Linked DNA regions of Mus musculus: regions 2 and 3 are each linked to region 1. The links are chromatin contacts, called in public Hi-C and promoter capture Hi-C maps. All regions are on one chromosome and are shown on one strand. The core of a region is the stretch at or near the end of the contact, and the rest is flanking DNA. Distances in the headings are between cores, read along the strand shown.

Region 1 (4,058 bases), core at 1,133-3,632:
AACTGGCAAGGGACAGGGCCATCTCACCTGCTCTACTACCACAGGTGATTGAGGAGTTGGGGGGCATCACCCCCACACCCATGCCATGGCAGAGTGATAGGGCCATCTCTCCTGAATTTGCACCCTCGGGCTGGCTTACCCACATCCCTTGACCAGGGCTAGCCCTACTATGCTGCCAAGGTGAGGCAGGGGGTGAAGTACGCTGCAGCTGGCCAGGGATAGGGCCAGGTCACCTGCTCTCATGACCCCAGATGGGCCAGCTCTTCCAGTTGCCAAGGGTGGCAAAGAGGCAAGGTCGGGGGAAGGTATCACGCTCCCTGAGCCACCTCACAGAGGACTGAAACAACTTTGGACACCAAACCAGGATCAAACCAGGATGAATAAGGAACTGCCATCTGTTTTGCCCCCCTGACTAAAAACAACACCAACAAGGTATCTTTCTGCCCATTGCCAAGGGGATGATAATACCACTTTTAAATGGCTAATATTTTAATATGTCTTAAGAAACATTTTAATCTTTCACTTCAGGGCACAAGCAAGGATGAGGTGAAAGTTTAAGATTTCTTTTAAAAGGAAATAGATTCGAGGGACCAGAGAGTTGGTTTAACCTGTAGGGTGTTAGCCACACATGCCCAAAGACCTGTCTTGAAATTCCTTGTACCCACTTAAACACCTGGTCAGGCGGAGCTTGTGGTCTCTAACTGTAGCACTGGGAGGTGAGGGAGGTGGAAACGGGCCAGTTAGGGCTCCCTGGTCAGCCCCCCAGCCAAATCCATGAGTTTCAGGTTCAGTGAAAGATCTCATTACAGAAAAGGTCGGGACTGGGCGTGTAGCTCAGTTAGGTGACTAGCATGCACAAAGCCTCCCACTCTGTCCTCAGCACCACATAAACCCAGTGTGGTAGCCCACGCCTGTCATCCCAGCAATAAGGAAGGTGGAGGCCTGAGGAACCTAACCTTTCAGTTATTATCTTATTAAGGTTTTTACTACTGTGATAAAAACACCAAAACCAAAAGTAACTTGGGGGAGGAAATGGTTCATTTCGCCATATAGCTTATATCGCTGAAGGAATTCAAAGTAAGAACATAGAGGCAGGAGCTGATGCAGAGGCCATGGAGGAATGCTACTTACCGGCTTTCTCCTTAAAGCTTGCTCAGCCTACTTTCTTATAGAATCCAGCAACCTCTGCCTAGTGTGGACCCACCCATGGTGGGCAGGACCCTCTCACATCAATCACTAATTAGGAAAATGCCTTACAGGCTCGCCTACAGCCCAATCTTAATGGAGGCATTTTCTCAATTGAGGCTTCCTCCTCTCAGATGATTCTAGCTTGTATCAAGTTGACATAAAAATTAGCCAGGACTTTTTTTTTTTAATCACTATGCATAGAGTCCAGCCTAGGACACATAAGACCTTGTCTCAATAAGGGTGGAAAAATAAGAGCAAAAGAGGACACCTTGCCCGGCATGGGGGCTCACGCCTTTAATCCCAGCACTTGGGAGGCAGAGACAGGAGGATTTCTGAGTTCAAGGCCAGCCTGGTCTTCCAGGACAGCCGGGGCTACACAGAGAAACCCTGTCTCGAAAAAACAAACAGACAGACAGACAAACAAAAAAAAAAAAAAAAAGAGGACACCTGACCTCGGATCTCCATACATATGTACACACACATCTGAGTAGCACATGTGTATTAAATACAATCTGAGGGTTTGACTCAGTTGGTAGACTTGACCAGACCCGGGGTTCCACGCCCAGCACCACATAAGATCAACTGTAGTGACGCTTGCCTGTAATCCCTGCACTCAGCAGATAAAGGCATGAGAATCGAGATTTCAAGGCTATCCTCAGCTATAGAGAGAGTTTGAGACCCTGTCTCTAAAATAATAATTGGATTAGAGGGGTGGCTCAGCAGACAAAGGCATCTGCCGCCAAACCTGGCGGACTGGAGCTCAATCCTGGGACCCCCACATGGTGAGTGGGTGGGGAGATCCGACTCCCTCCCAAGTTGCCCTATGGCCTCCAAAGGCGCTCGTTGGTGCATGCACACACGCAGAAATAAAATGTAAAATCAGACAGATGGTTAAGATATGGTGAAAATGGTGGAAACGTTGGCATACGCGAAAGTGACTGTTAAGTGACCAAAGAATTAATGCATAAATTAAATTTGAGTTAGGCTCCCTCTATAAACTGTTTCCAGAAGCCCCCCGCTCTGCGCAAAGCTCTGGCAGTGAGCCTGAAACGGCTCCCACCACCTGCTCTTCACTCTCAGCAAAAACCCGCACCGAAGCCAGCAGCAGGTGAAGAGTGGGGTGGATCCCTGACAAGTGTGGCCAATCCGCTGCAGCAAGCACGAGAGGGCGTGGCCTGGGGGGGCGGAACCTTCGGTCGGCGGAAGGCGGAAGTGCTCGCGGCGTCACGTGACCTGAGTAACATGGCCGCGGCCCAGTGAGCGTTGCCGGTTCCTGGCGGGAGCTGGTCGCGTGAGCCGTGGGGCGGACCGGGTCGCGCGTGGGAGAGCAGGGTCGGAGCAGGGGGACCCGAGGCGGCGCGTGGCGGCGGGACGAGGCAGGCGGGCCCTGGGCGGCATAGCCCATGAGCAGGCTCCGGTGTCCGCGCGGAGCCGCACACTCCCCCGGCCCTGGCACGGCCCAGGCAACCTCGGGCTAAGGTGTCTGGAGGCTCCCAGGCGCAGCGCGAGCTGCCACCATGAACCCAGAGAAGGATTTTGCGCCGCTCACTCCCAACATCGTAAGGGCCCTGAATGATAAACTCTACGAAAAGCGGAAGGTTGCAGCGCTGGAGATCGAGAAGTAAGAGCTCCTGGGACCCCGCCCTGGCTTTGCAGCGCCTAGCGGTTCTGCTTGCCCGCGGCGAGGGTTCGGTATTGACCTCTCCGGTTTCAGCTCTTAGCACATTGCTTTAGAGCGGGAAATCCAAGAGCCCTATCTTTGCTAGTCTTAACCTCCTGGTGCTCCCAGATAGCAGTGAAAATGAATTGACTTAAGGTATGTGCAGAACCTAGCGCAGTACCTGACACATTCAGTGTGGCCTCAGTCAAAAGCCAGCTAGATCGGAGAGTGGCCTCTCTGAGGAGGTGGAGAATTTGCTTATGGTGTCCCGCCTTCTCTTTGCAGCTTCTGAAGTGGCCAAGTGTAGAAATAGGTCAAAGCACGTGATCCAATGCTCAGAAGATTGTCAGGCCACCCTCCCTTGCAAGTGAAAATGGGAAGATTTGCCCTTCCCCGCTTCTGCAATAGTATACGTGTGTGTAATAGTGCACTGGTGTTTCCAGGTGTTCGAAATAGGGAATGTTTAATTCGGTAATGTTTTGCTGAGTATGTGAGAGAGCACGTGTTTTTCCCCCAGCCAAATCTTAGTAACAGTCAGTTGAGTAGGTGGTTTCAGAAGAGTAGAAAGCAGCAGCCTGTAAAACTAGAAAAACATTAGGAGTTAAGACATCCAACTTGGTAACAGCGGACCATATGTGTCTATGTAAATTTAAGTTAACCAGAGTAGTGACACAGGCTTGAGATTTGGCACTTGGAAGGCTCGGGCAGAAATACTGTACTCGTTTGAGATTAGCATTGGTCACGGGGCTAGATCCAGTCTCAACAACAACAACAAAGTAATGAATCAGTACAAATTGTAAATTCAGCACGTCAGTTTCACTACCCATAATCTGGGTGTTCAGGAGCCAACCACTACAGCTGCACAGTGCAGACTAGAGAACATTTCAGTCATTGTACAATGGTCACATGGCCAGCCCTAAGCTATGGAGTGGTGCTCACTCATTGACTAGGATAGACTCTTTACTCAAAGTTTTTTAACCTCGGTGCTGTTGATATTTGGGAAGCACAATACTTGGTTGTGATGGGCAGTTCTGTAGCTTGTGTGATTTTTTTTTTTTTTTTTAGTAGTACCTCTGCCCTTTACCCACTAGATGCCAGTAGTACTCCATCAGTTGTGACAACCCAAATTGTCATCAGACTTTGCCAAATGTCCCTTAAAGAATCAAAATCACACTAGTTGAGAACAATTGCTTTGCCCTAGACTAATGGC
Region 2 (4,058 bases), core at 725-3,224, 3.0 Mb before region 1:
CCAAGTGCTGGGATTAAAGGAGCGCGCCACCACTACCCTGCTCACTTTTTTTCCCCTTTTTTGTGAGTAAACAGACATTCTAACCATGCTCAGCAAAATCAAAAGCTTATCCTTTACCTGCAAAACTGTTGGATACATCAAGTACTTTCTTTTGCCATGATCCCAAAAGCACACCAACTACCCGCTTCTGGTTTCCAACCTTGCCAATTCTGAGTGAGAAAAACAGGTGGTCAGTCACAGACACTCATCGAAAAAGCTATTACTTGCGACTGAGTAGCAAGTATCAACAACAAAGATACAATTTAGTTTATGTCGGACCTAAGGTCCATAAACAAATGTAACAGGTTAGTTCCCGTAGGAAAGATAAGGAAACACCCCAACCCGCATTGGAAGGATACTTTCTAAAGATTCCAGATACTCCCTTGGAGAAAAAGTCATGCTTGTTTTTCTTTTTCTCAGCTTTATCCTTTAAACTCTTTCCCCTCCTCGCTACACTGAAATCTCTCCAGGGATGAAGATCTAAGAGAAGTACCAGTTTTGTTTTTTTTTGTTTGTTTGTTTTGTTTTTGTTTTTTTTTTTTTCCGAGACAGGGTTTCTCTGTGTAGTCTTGGCTGTCCTGGAACTCACTTTGTAGACCAGGCTGGCCTCGAACTCAGAAATCCGCCTGCCTCTGCCTCCGGGGTGCTGGGATTAAAGGCATGCGCCATCACGCCCAGCAAGAATTGTTTTCTTTAGCCACTAACAAACTGCATATTTGGAAACAACTTAATTCTATGCTAAGGAAACACACAAGCCACAGTGAAAGTAACATTACACCTCTCTAACCCACTAAAACTACTTCAAACAACGAGTTTCCACATGCCAAAGGAAACTTCATCCACGAGTCTTTAAAGCCCCTCCATCTGTTCCTTGATACAACTACCAACAGTGTCTGCACCCCCCCCCCCCATTCTTACCAATTGTTAAAATAAAGCTTAAACAGTGTTCACCCCATCAGGGCCCCTAGTATCCCAGGCATTCCGAACAATACAACTGAATTCAGACTCAAAAGGCTCCGTCTTGAGGTTTTTTTTTTTTTTTTTTTTTTTTGGCTCTGGTTGAGTTAGCTGCACAAAGCCTGCTTCAGACCAGGCACTAGCGCCGACTTGACTGCAAGTAGACTCCCTACTGGACCTTCATATTTGTTAACTCCTCACACTAATTATCTTGTAAAACTTCCGAACACGTGCAACAGGTCTGGCCGGATGAACGGCTGGAGCAGGCAAGGGTGGCAGTGAGCTACCCAAGGGAACTGTAGGCTGGCCCCAATCTGCACCTGCCTCGTTTTTAGAGGAACAAGCCGACACCTTATTCATTCCCATTTTAAAGGTACCATTCGACCAGAATCCCAAATCGAAACTTGGCTATGATCCCTGCCTCATCCAGAAAATCGTTCATCGGGGACTCCGAGACCGGGGTTTCAGTGACAGCTTTTACAGGCACGGGCACACGAGACTGAAGCTCGGTCTTAAACGGCGCCCAGCCGTTCTGGGAAAAGGCGCGGCCTCGGCGGGTAGCATCGTTCCGGCTCCGGGGCCTCGCCAGGCGGGCCAGACTCAGGAGTGGCGGCCTCGGTGGGGGTGCGAGGCTGTCAATGGGTACCGAGCACCGCGGTGTGGAGCCGCTGGGGTCGCTTGTCCCAACCCGTGTCCCCGGCCGCCGCGTTTGTGCCCGGCGCGCCCGTGACTCAGCAGCCCTGCGCCGTGTGGCCGCCACGCGCCACCCGCTCACCGGTTGAAATGATCCACCACACTGAGCAGCACCAGGGGGTGAACCACCACCTTCTGCACCGCCAGCTCCGGCATCGCGACACAGCCCGACCACCGGCCCGGCTCCCTGCAACCCGCAAACACCAGCAACCGCAGCGACACAGGCCGCTCCTCCAGGCCCCAGCACCTCCCCTTCCGGTTTGACCGCCGCTGCACAGTCGACTTCCGCTCCCAGAGCGCTTTGCGCTCGTGCCCGCCCTGTCGCCAGGGGCGCCATCTTGAGAAAGGGAAAGAACCGCCTTGCCTTCTGTGGGACTTAGGCTATTGACGAAGCTTGGCATTGAGCCTTTCCCTAGGTTTTTGTTTTTGTTTTTGTTTTCGTTTTTGTTTTTCCTCAGTTGTTTGCCAGCTCACCATTTCTCCTCCTTGGAAGGTTGTAGAAAAAGGCAGATAAACATAAGTAGTAACAGCGTGTACTTCTACTAATCAAATAATTAACGACATATATTTAACTTTCTTTTTTTTTTTTCAAAGATTTACTTATCTATTATATGTAAGTACACTGTAGCTGTCTTCAGACACACCAGAAGAGGGAGTCAGATCTCGCTACGGATGGTTGTGAGCCACCATGTGGTTGCTGGGATCCGAACTCTGGACCTTCGGAAGAGCAGTCAGGTGCTCCTACCCACTGAGCCATCTCACCAGCCCTTAACTTTCACTTAACACTTTAAGTCAGCACTGTTTCAAAATTTCCCAGAGGAGTTTCATTTGTTTGTTTGTTTGTTTTTGGGTTTTGGTTTTTGTTTTGTTTTGCTTCTTTTTTTTTTTTTTTTTTTTTTTTTGAGACGGTGTTTCTTTATGTAACAGCCCTGGCTGTCCTGGAACTCACGTTGTAGACCTGACTGGCCTCTACCTGCCTCTGTTCCCTGAGTGCTGGAGTTAAAGTCATATGCCATCACACCTGGTTTTTATTTATTTATTTTTAATGTTTTATTTCATTGCTTTTGAAGTTGGGCCTTCTATGACATTGACTAGCATGGAAATTGTTGTATAGTCCAGGGTGGTCCCCTGTCTCTACCTCCTCCTAAGTACAAGGGTGACAGCATATGCGACCACACGTGGTTTAGAGATGCTCTCGGTCTCTAACACCAAGGGCACACTTTGGGTGTATGACTGGATACTTTATCTATAGTTTTTATTTCTGGGAATTTTCCTTAATGCTCACTGTGACATAATGAGTGCAACAACATTCAGGTTTTGTTAATCCCAAAGATTTGGGGAGAAAGGCCACCAACCCAAAACACCATGGCTAAATTAATTAAAATTAATTAATTAAAGCAAGCATTTTTATTTATTCAATTTAATTTAGTTTTTATAGGGGTCCCCAATTTCAATTCAATGCTTGGGTGTAAGTATCTGTCTGTCTAAGTCAACTGCTGGTAGGGCCTCTTAGAGGACAGCCATGCCAGTCTCCCGTCTGTAAGCATATCATAGCTTTAAAACAAGCATTTTTTTATTTGTGTACATGGGCTGTCTCTTCCTAAAAACGGGTGTGTGTGTGTGTGTGTGTGTGTGTGTGTGTGTGTGTGTGTGTGTGGTGGTGCTGGTGCAGGGGATGGTTCAAGAAATCAGCATTGGGCATGAGAAAGACAAGGTTTTTATAGCTCAGAGGTAGGGAATTTTCAAATAGGGGATTTGGTGCTCAAAATAGGCAGGGTTACAGGAGCAGAACATGAACATAAGACATCAGTCGCAAAGACCCTCTGAAACATAGACATGATTGCAAGGTGGTCTTAACAAGGCAGTCATAACAACGACCTAACAAGGTAGTGAGAACCAAGGCAGTCATACAACCTTTTGAAACAAAGTTAGGGTTGCAAGATGGTTGGAAACAAAGGCACAGTTTTCTGGAACAGGAAGTGCAGAGCCACTTGTAATTAAGGTTACAAATCATAAACAGAAATGAGCCTAGTTTGTCTTTATTATAAGATGGTTTTTAAGCCTAAATGGAGTCAGGCCAGTTCATCAGTTTCTCCCTGTCTATATGTTACTAATTATATAACCAGAGCTAGAAGAAAGCCATCCGTACCAGTTTTATACATTTAAACTTAAGGGTTAAGGAGAAGAAAGTATATTTTGGTGTTAACTAGGAACAAGAAGAGCGAAGGCTACAATGGAAAACAATGGGAGATAGACCTCAGTTTGTTTATTGGAGACAAAGTACATTAAAATTCACTCAGGTTCATTCTTTGTCTCATTTTAAAGATTTTGTTGGGGCTGGAGAGATGGCTCAGTGGCTAAGAGCACTG
Region 3 (4,058 bases), core at 967-3,466, 3.0 Mb after region 1:
TTATGAGTGTCTCTTCTCATACCCGTGTGAATATATAAAGTTGCACATTTCCCTGTGAGCACTCGTGATTTACAGTCTCCGCAGTTGCTCATTCTTCCTGTTTTCATGAAGCTGAAGATACTCCTGAATATCCCATGGATTTAATATTTGAGTCATAATGTGTTCATATGATGAGTACTGACCTAATTCCTACTCTTGGAAGAATTCTCCAATCTCTGCTAACAATAGCCACAATTTCTGTTGTAATCAAACAATTTTCTCTGAAAGATTTAGCTTCTAAAGGGGCATTAACTTTTTTTTTTTAATTTTTTGGTCCAGCATGCGCATTTGGAAAAAAATCCACTCTGTTGTAATTGAGCAGAATTTTTTTAATAAATATCAATTCATTTGCCAGCTGTTGATCATATCTTCTGTAACCTTATTTATTTATTTAGATATTAGATATTTAGATTTAAATATTTATCTATTTTTTTTTTTGCCATCAGTTTCGGCCATTTTTAGTGAGCACAGAATGTTGAAATCATCACCTAACCTCATGAGCTATTTTCCCTTTGAGTTTTTGTCAATTTGACAGTTAGGTACTTTGAAGTTTTGTCTTTGAGTATCTAAATATTCAGGGATGTTATGTCTCCTGGCTGATGACACCTCCTTGATCTTGGAGCCCGGAGGGATGGGTCTCACGAGGTAGAATGCTTGCCCAGAATACATGAAGCCTTGGGTTCGCACCACAGCATGACACAAACCTGGTGTTAAGGGCACATCAGTTATTTCAAGTACTGGGGAAACAGAGGCGGGAAGCAGAGTAATCCTTGCCACTTGGTGAGTGAGAAGCCAGCCCGGGGTACCCGAAACCCTGTATCCAAAACAGAAATCCTCGACCTTTATGTCATTATGTCGTCGTCGTCGTTGTTGTTATTTTAACTCTATTTTCTCTGATAATAATATAGTAACACTCAGAGACACAAACTGCGAGGCTTCAAGCAGTCTCAAAGACCAATGTACAGAAAGACCTAAAAAACGGACCTGGACGTCCAGAACAGGGATATTCACACCCTCATTCTAAACCTAAAGGCAATGGCAGGTGCTGGAGCAGCACTGTAATCTACTCTGACTTGGGTTTAGGGCCAGATAGAGGGTGAGGGAGGAGGATCGCGAGTTTAAGGCCAGCCTGGGTTATTAGGAGCCTGTGACTCAAAACCAAAATGAACAACACTTAGTTTGGAGCGACTTCTGGCCGCCTAGATACACCTATCCCCGCTCCACAGCCTTAAGGAAGAGAGCATCTAGGTGCTTCTGTTCACAAGATTCCTCACTGCTGTTGCTGCCCCTGGCCCATCATACATAGTAGCCAATGGTGATACCCGGAGGTAGGTGCGGCAGAATTCTCAGCCAACCAGAACGCAGCGGTCCCTGACAACCACACCCCCCACTCCGCTATTGGATTAGGCTGCCGATCTGGTTGGCTCGGCCCACAGAACCTCTCCTTGCTAGTGGGGTGCGCTCGTGTTGCCCGCACACACTAGCCCTAAGCAGCTTGCTTTTGTTTCCGTAAGCTCCCCTCGCAGGCTGGCGGAGTCCAGAATCCCAAGAGTCAGTCCCACCAGCAGAGCCCGCCTCTTGCTTCAGCATCCGAGTCCCATAGGCTGACTGGGCTGCGGGCGACGTTCCGATTGGAAAGAGAGCTGTCCGTCAAGCATACGCTCCGCCCTGCCCCTATAATTGAATAAAAGAGCGTGAAGTTGTCTCAATACTGGGGACGCGAGTTCATTGGTTCGGCATTCTCTCATTCCAGCAAAGACCGGAACAGGAGTGAGGTTTCGGTTAGAAACAGGGAGATGTCAGTCAAGGGATGAGCAGTGGCTTTCGCCAATTAGCGCACACTATCTGCGGAGGCTCCACCAGAATGGGGCGGGACATAAGGGAGAGCCTACTCTTGATTGGGTGAGAGGGACTAGGTCCCGCCCCCTCGACCTAGTAGATTTCCAGGCCGCGCCCCCTTCAGCCGGTAGCCCTTGGTACGCGAAGTGGGCCGGTCTGGCCCCACTTCACAGCCGATCCTGGCTGCGTCCGGTGGAAGGACGCGCAGATTCCACAGAGTTCCGGGAGAGTCCCGCGCTATCCTTACGGTGAGGGAACGCAGCGTGTGGCTGCCATTGGCACTCCGGGGAGTCAATACGGCCGTGAAACCGGAAGTGTCCCGGGGAGGCGTCGCTTCCGGAAGTGTGGCAAGTCCCCACCACACCAGGAAGTGTGGTGCGGCAGCGGCTCCTCAAAGTGTTGCTGTCCACCCAGTTGAGATAAGAGGTTGAAACAGGTGTTGATGTACCGTGTTGGCAGAAGCCCAGCGGAGCGTCACCCATCCGAAAGTGCCGGAGGGTGCAAGTATTTGGTCATGGTTTTGAATGTCGCGTCCTGTCGAAAACCGTAGGGGAAACCGCACTAGGAATGTATCCGGGGGGTCTGGCTCCCTGAAGGCTTGTAAGAAGTTTTCTGTTGCTGCCCATCACCCTCGATTCCCCTTCTCTCCAGGGATGTGCAGATGGAGGCCGGAGGAGATAATGCTGTCCCAGCCCCCGGGGGCGTGGAGGACTTGGTGGACACGCAGTTCCCCAGAGAGGAGGCTGGAGACAGTGAAAGGGTTCACGCAAGCACGCTGGATCCCGGAGATGGGGACCCGGAGGACACAGGTATAGCTTCCCTCAATAAAGCCTTGGAAGCAAACCCCCAGGGCTTGTCATTGCTAGCTGAGCGGGAAGAGATCAGTGGGAGACCAGTGGGCAGTCTTTGGGAACCCAAGAAAGTAGCTTGAGGCATAGCTCTCAGTCAGTCGTTGGACACAGACTTGCTGACTTAATTGAAATCGTTGAGAAATGACATAGAAGCCAATGGGTGTCAGCTGTTGTCCGGAAGGGGCAGCATTGTGCCTCTACAAATGTATTCTATGGTGGGTGGTGGTGGTGGTGGTGGTGGTGGTGGTGGTGATAGTGTCAAGGCTAGGAAGATGGACTGTGCTGGTTTGCCCGGAACAGTCCCATTTTAACAATGGTGTTCTCACATCCTGGGACACCCTTCTGTTGCAAGGAAATTAGAATGTACTTGACCTGAGTGTACCACCTTAAAGAAACAAAGGGGGCATAGTTGGGTCCCAAAAGGGTTGTCTTGATGGGAGTTCCTTGATGGGAATTGAGACGTGTTGCTTGGGTATTTGGGAACATGGGAATATCGGTACGCAATTAAGAACATAGGAAAACACTTGAGGGTGAAAAAATCAGATGGGGTTGCAAATGGATGATTGTCCTTGGGTGAGTCAGTAGACATCAGAGGCGGTGGGAAGAAAGCAAGGGGCTTCATTATGGGATTTAAAGTGATAACTCTGGGCGGAAAACTGTGGGAACCGTGAAAACCTTGTGGGTTAGTGATTGTTAATGGTGGCCATTGGTGGAGTGGGGGCCCAGACCTGGAGGAAAATAAGAACTGTCATGTAAAGGTTATTGAAGACTAAGGTGTCTGGGATGCTCATGGATGCTCTTATGTGTTTGCTTGGGTGTTAATGTAGCAGCAGAGGGAATTGGGGGGGGGGGGTGGCTGAAGGCTAGGAGTCCTGTCGATCTGGGTGTCAGTGGCGGCTGTCATGGGAAAAATAAGGACCACCACTGGGAGTCTGGTTAGCCTGGAGAGTCACCGGGCATCAGCAGGCATCAGTGGATGTGGGTGCGGGTAGAAAAGGGTTAGGGGAGTCAGTGGGGGCACTTTAATGGTGGTCACCGGGGGGTAAGTACACGTGAGAGGGATAAAGAAGGCGTCAGAGGAGTTAAGGAAGAGCCTCTGTAAATAAGGAGGCCAGTAGTCATGCAGAGAGCAGGCGGGTGCCTTGAAGGCCTGGGAAGGCAGTGTCTGAAGGGAATAATGGAGGGGCCAATGAAGGACAGTGAGGACATGTTGGGTTGTGTTTTAGGGTGAGGCTCATTGGCACCTTAGTGTTGGTGGACATTGTCAGCCATGTTCACTGAACAGCTAGGAAGATGTGTGTGTCAGTGTGTGTGTGTGTGTGTGTAGGG

Evidence for each region. Promoter capture Hi-C pulls out the DNA fragments that hold promoters and counts their contacts. A called contact is a pair of places that touch in the nucleus more often than the background predicts.
Region 2: a promoter capture Hi-C map of liver shows a contact between it and region 1, with 3 times the contacts expected there. The contact joins the promoter of Psmd7 here to the promoter of Vac14 in region 1. A contact is called at or near these places in 2 of 39 promoter capture datasets (liver and pre-B cells) and 1 of 484 Hi-C or Micro-C datasets (CD4 T cells).
Region 3: a contact with region 1 is called in a Hi-C map of CD8 T cells, with 10 times the contacts expected there. The contact joins the promoter of Mon1b here to the promoter of Vac14 in region 1. A contact is called at or near these places in 1 of 39 promoter capture datasets (pre-B cells) and 9 of 484 Hi-C or Micro-C datasets (B cells, CD4 T cells, CD8 T cells and 4 more).

Annotation. Positions count from the first base shown.
Region 1 is chr8:110,616,185-110,620,242 of GRCm38.p6, forward strand. It overlaps Vac14 (Vac14 homolog (S. cerevisiae)), which reads left to right and starts at 2,383. Exons shown (of 19, transcript NM_146216.3): 1 at 2,383-2,809. The coding sequence starts at 2,706.
Region 2 is chr8:107,586,508-107,590,565 of GRCm38.p6, forward strand. Psmd7 (proteasome (prosome, macropain) 26S subunit, non-ATPase, 7) reads right to left here and starts at 1,975. Exons shown (of 7, transcript NM_010817.2): 1 at 1,772-1,975; 2 at 118-209. The coding sequence starts at 1,845.
Region 3 is chr8:113,633,583-113,637,640 of GRCm38.p6, forward strand. Mon1b (MON1 homolog B, secretory traffciking associated) reads left to right here and starts at 2,217. Exons shown (of 5, transcript NM_173015.3): 1 at 2,217-2,687. The coding sequence starts at 2,540.